Linked DNA regions of Sus scrofa: region 1 is linked to region 2. A link is a contact called in public Hi-C data. All regions are on one chromosome and are shown on one strand. Each heading gives the region's core, a stretch centred on a gene start, on an enhancer-like site or on the middle of the called end of the contact. The rest is flanking DNA. Distances are from core to core; before and after follow the strand shown. Region 1 overlaps SLC30A7 (solute carrier family 30 member 7). Region 2 has its middle 27 kb from the start of S1PR1.

The links. A called contact is a pair of places that touch in the nucleus more often than the background predicts.
Region 1: a Hi-C map of liver shows a contact between it and region 2, with 6 times the contacts expected there. The contact joins two enhancer-like sites. A contact is called at or near these places in 1 of 47 Hi-C or Micro-C datasets (liver) and 1 of 2 datasets of contacts at active chromatin or transcription factors (skeletal muscle).

Annotation. Positions count from the first base shown.
Region 1 is chr4:117,352,341-117,355,040 of Sscrofa11.1, forward strand. The region is part of intron 8 of SLC30A7 (solute carrier family 30 member 7); the gene reads right to left. Among named protein-coding and RNA genes, the nearest start is that of SLC30A7, 43 kb to the right of the region's middle. Within about 2 kb of position 1,346, at least 3 of the 83 cell types and tissues checked have an H3K27ac peak or open chromatin away from gene starts, as enhancers often do. A contact at or near this core is called in liver, where this site is marked.
Region 2 is chr4:117,041,467-117,044,211 of Sscrofa11.1, forward strand. No RefSeq gene overlaps it. Among named protein-coding and RNA genes, the nearest start is that of S1PR1, 27 kb to the right of the region's middle. Within about 2 kb of position 1,470, at least 10 of the 83 cell types and tissues checked have an H3K27ac peak or open chromatin away from gene starts, as enhancers often do. A contact at or near this core is called in liver, where this site is marked.

The sequences.
Region 1 (2,700 bases), core at 96-2,595, 310 kb after region 2:
AATGACAGCAACATCTTCTCAGATCCACCTATCAAGAGTATTGACAATAAAAAGAAAAATAAACAAATGGGACCTAATCAAACTTCAAAGTTCCTGCACAGCAAAGGAAATCCTAAACAAAATGAAAAGACAACCCACAGAATGGGAGAAAATCTTTGCAAGTGAATCAGCTGACAAGGGATTCATCTCCAAAATTTATAAACACCTTCTGCAGCTCCATACCAAAAACACAAACAACCCCATCAAAAAATGGGCAGAAGATCTAAACAGACAATTCTCCAAAGAAGATATACAGATGGCCGAGAAACACATGAAAAGATGTTCAACATCACTCATCATTAGAGAAATGCAAACCAAAACCACTATAAGGTACCACCTCACACCAGCCAAAATGGCCATCATCCAAAAGTCTACAAACAATAAGTGCTGGAAAGGGTGTGGAGAAAAAGGAACCCTAGTACACTGTTGGTGGGATTGTAAATTAGTGCAACCACTGTGGAAAACAGGATGGAGATTCCTCAGAAAACTCAAAATAGAACTACCATTTGATCCAGCAATCCCACTCCTGGGCATCTATCCAGAGAAAACCACGATTTGCAAAGACATATGTACTCCGATGTTCATTGCAGCGCTATTTGCAGTAGCCAAGACATGGAAACCACCTAAATGTCCATCGACAGAGGAGTGGATCAAGAAGATATGGTACATATACACAATGAAATATTACTCAGCCATTAAAAGAAATGAAATACTGGCATTTTTAGCAACATGGATGGACCTGGAAATTATCATGCTAAGTGAAGTCAGCCATACAATGAGACACCAACATCCAATGCTTTCACTGACATGTGGAATCTGAAAAAAGGACAGACTGAACTTCTTTGCAGAACAGATGCTGACTCACAGACATTGAAAAACTTATGGTCTCCGGAGGAGACAGTTTGGGGGGTGGGGGGATGTGCTTGGGTTGTGAGATGGAAATCCTGTGAAATCAGATTGTTATGATCATTACACAACTACAGATGCGATAAATTCATTTGAGCAATGAAAAAAAGAAAGAAATACAATAATATATTTTATATAAAAGAAAAATCTCTTCTTTCCAAGTTTTAAGCCTTAAATACTTTTTCTTATCTAATGTAACTGGCTTATGATCACTAATATATTACCACACTTGCTGTGTTCCTTCTAATATTTCTAAGACTGTCTGCCAGCCCTTTCTTAACTAGGGATCCTCTTCTGAACCCCGAACACACAAAATGATCTGAGTGATTATTTCTCAATTCCCCTTAGTACAACCAGTACTTTCCTAGATGCAAAGGTGAAAAGTTAATAATTACACACAACTGCATGCCTGAGGGCATTAGGGTATTCTCTCCCAGGATGCTGGTTGAGAAAAGCTGTTAGTCTAAACAGTACTGATAAATGCTCTTACTAAAGATGACAGTTTTACATATGATTAAAAAATACAATTACTAATGCAATAATACTTCCATATGTTTAGTCTTAACAATACGGATACAAACACCTTAGGAATCTGTTAAAATCTTGGGAAATTGTTTACCTTTATCTTAGTCTCCAAAAGTATAGTTCGTAAATTATAACTACTTGAAAGGTAAAACCACAAAGGAAACTGTTAGGCAACACCCAAAACCATTTTTGAAAAAAAAAAAAAATACATAATTTCTCATATTTGTACCTATTTGAAGACATGGTAGCTTCTTGTTAAAACAATGTTTAACTTAATATAGGCTACAAATAATTATCCATTTAGCCACAAAGTCAACAAGACTTATCAAAGTTAGTATCTGATCCAATTCCTGAATTCATGAACAATGACAGTCACCTATGATCTAGAATATCAAGTTTATAATTTTGTTTCATTACATATTCTTTCCACTTCATACCTCAATTTATGCCCATTATCTGGCATTTATAAAGCCTGTACCTTAGTTTGCGTCAAAAAAAAAGTGGGCTATTTTTTTCTTCCATATGATAAGAAATAAACATATTATTTGAATAACTTTGCCCCTAACAAAAAGACAGTTTCTTAAAAAAAAAAAAAAAAAAGGTTTTCTTTGTATTTACAAATGATTACAGTGAAGGGTACAGAGCACCATAACACCATAAGAATATAACTTATGAGTTGAAGAAAACTGATTTAAAACAAAACAAAACAAAACAAAACAAAACCTCCAGCAAGGTTTCAGAAATGCCACACCAGTAACAAAGCTTATTTCTGCATCCTGTTTATATATTTCTTCCCATCATGCACAGGTACCTTTTATAAGTGAATCAAAAATCTATGTAACTTTTAAATCACAGTACAAAGTTACAAGTAATTGTTCAGATTTCTGTACTCTTAAGTTATCAATCCACTTTCCATTCCAATTCAACTTACTAATGGGGAAAAGAGGAGCAAAATTACATTGAAATCTGCTGTATTTTCAGATGATAAAAAATTATACTCTCACTATTATACTCAATATCCTGCTTTTCATTAGGAAACAAAATTCATCATGCTACAACCCAGTTTCATACAGAAGTTGATATCACCCTTTGCCTGTGTTAGAAAACGAGAGGGGGGAAAAAAAGTCTTTTTCTAGGAAATTATTGCCACTTGAATGTGATAATGCAACACTGGGCAGCCAAGAAGGGCTAGAGCTCTATTGCCATGGCATGTTCTCAACTGAGGAACAT
Region 2 (2,745 bases), core at 220-2,719:
GAACCCAAGGGATGGACTGGGAGGGGGGCGGTGTGAATAGGTGGAGGAGATTCAGAGGTACAAGCCCCCACTTAAAACGTAAATGAGCCACGGGGATGTGACACACAGCATAAGGGCTATGGTCAGTAATACCGTAATAACTTTGTATGGGTACAAGTGGATTTCCTAGGGTATGCAAATGTCAGGTCCCTAGTTGGTATGCCTGAAATTAACATAATATTGAACATCCACTCCAATTTAAATAAGAAGGGAAGGAAGGAAGGGAGAGAGAGGAAGAAAGGAAAGGAAGGAAATAAACAGAAAAACCAGAGTCACTCGAATCAGGGAAGAAGGATGGATGGTTCACCAGGTGGAATGGTGCTGAGAGGCTGACGAGTATAAGACCCAGCACGCCTGTCGCCTTGTCCACGTGGACGTCCTTGTCAACTTTGACCAAAGCTCTTCTAGTGAAACCAGAGGCCAGATTAGAGGAGGTTGAAGGATAAAATGAAATGCAGGGAGGAGAAACAGCATATTAACAAGACTTTTACATTTTACTGTAAAAGGAAACATAAAAATAGGCAAAGAGAGTAGCTGGAAGGAGATCATAGCTCAAAAGAGGATTTGGCATCTTTGAAGTTGGGGCTTACCTTTTAATTTGATGGTTACTACAGCATGTGTGCGTACTGGGGAAGAGATGGATGCTGCTGAGAAGAAATGGAGTCAGTGGCTAATGGGCAGTGGCAGGGGGGCCCAGGGCAGAATTGGAGAGACAGGCCTTTGGTAAGAGCAGGACCAGGAGAAAAAAAGATGGGGGAAGATATGGGCAGAATTAATGATTTGATGGTAAACAATAAAGCAATTTTGAAGTTCCCATTGTGGCTCAGTGGTAACAAATCTGACTGGTATCCATGAGGATGCAGGTTCAATCTCTAGCTTCACTCAGTTGGTTAAGGACCCAGCGCTGCCGTGAGCTGCAGTGTAGGTCACAGGCATGGCTTGGATCCTGCATTGCTGTGGCTGTGGTGTAGGCTGGTAGCTGCATCTCCAGTTCAACCCCTAGCCTGAGAACTTCCATATGCCACGCATGCGGCCCTAGAAAGCAAGCAAAAAAAAAAAAGGAAGAAAAAGAAAAAGAGAGAGAGGGAGAAATTCCCCCTACGTCTTTTATTTTCCCAGCGAAATAATTGCCTTGAGCAGATAAATAACCTGCTTGTATGTTGGGTTGAGCTGTTGAATAGGTAAATAACCTGCAGCTCTGTTCCCACCCTCAGCTGTAATGGCCCAGGCTCTGCTTCTCATCGTTACACAGGAAGAGAGAAACAAGGTGTGGCTTGCAGAGCTGGCAGCCACTGGTACATGTCATTTTGCTTCTCTGCCTTCTTTCTCTTTTCTTCCATTTACAGCCATCTGTGCCAACTCTCAGACTGGTAAACAGAGGGTGGGGCCAAAGGTCAAAAGGTGATAGATCTCAATCTGAACTCGTTGGCCTGATCAGCTGTGTTTCCTCATTATAATCAGGAAATCCTGGAGAGACCCAGCCAGCGAGAGCACATCTGGGGAGACAGAGAATGGGGAGGGGGGGAGAAGAGGGAGTGGTCATGCAGCCAGGAAGGGAGGGGCTCATCTCTCCTGTTTGGGCTCAAAACTGGATCATTTCTTTAGTCTGTATCGTTGCAGACATTCATATAAATGTGTGCACATTCAATCTCTGACAGATTCTTTTCCCTCTGAGGCTCTGTTGTTTTTATAATCTCTTTCCTGACTAGAGAAGATTTCAGTGCATGTACAGATAAGGTCTGTTGATTTCCAGATACATACAAATGGTCCACATTCTATCTTGCCATGTTGCAAAGCATACACCTGTTAATGGTTAGCCAAAGAATTAAAAAAATGCAACTACAAAATGGGTTAAATGACATGGGAAAAGAGTCTGAATACATTGTTTTCACCATAAATGCAGATTTTAAAAAAATGTAAGTCACTTCGTAGATAGGTATGGAGGTAATAAACATATAATTATAATGGCTAATGGCTAGCATGTATTAAGTGATTATTATGATTTAGCTACAATGGTAGCTCTGGGTATTGAAAATAAGTGTGGAGTTCCCGTCGTGGCTCAATGGTTAACAAACATGACTAGTTTCCATGAGGACGTGTGTTCAATCCCTGGCCTCGCTCAGTGGGTTAAGGATCTAAGGATCTGGCATTGCCTTGAGCTGTGGTATAGGTTGCAGACGTGGCTCAGATCCCGAGTTGCTGTGGCTGTGGTGTAGGCCGGCAGCGACAGCTCTGATTCAACCCTTAGCCTGGGAACCTCCATATGTCGTGGGTGGGACCCTAAAATAGACAAAAGAAAAAAAATTTTTAACTTTTTTTTTAAACTTTTCTATTTTTAAATTTTATCAGTAGTTATTAATTTTTAAACTTTATCAGTAGTTCTATTTTTAAACTCTATCCATAGCTATTAATTCTTCTATGTGCATTTCTTCTGTCAATAAAACAAATAATGAAAGTTCACTTTACAGTCAATATCAGGTCCCTGGAAAACCGTGTCCTTTACATACAAATTTTGTGGTTCCTCCTCTCTCTGCTTTGCAACCCACACTTGCATCAAACATACGGTTTGGAGGTTCTTTCCTTTCTTCTGCTCTATTCTGACTTTTCTCAGCTTTGGGGCTGAGTTTGGGATGCCCTGTAGAAGCTGAGTATCCCCTGGGCTCAGTAAACAGCTGGCAACCCATTTCATGAGCTAAGCATAACATC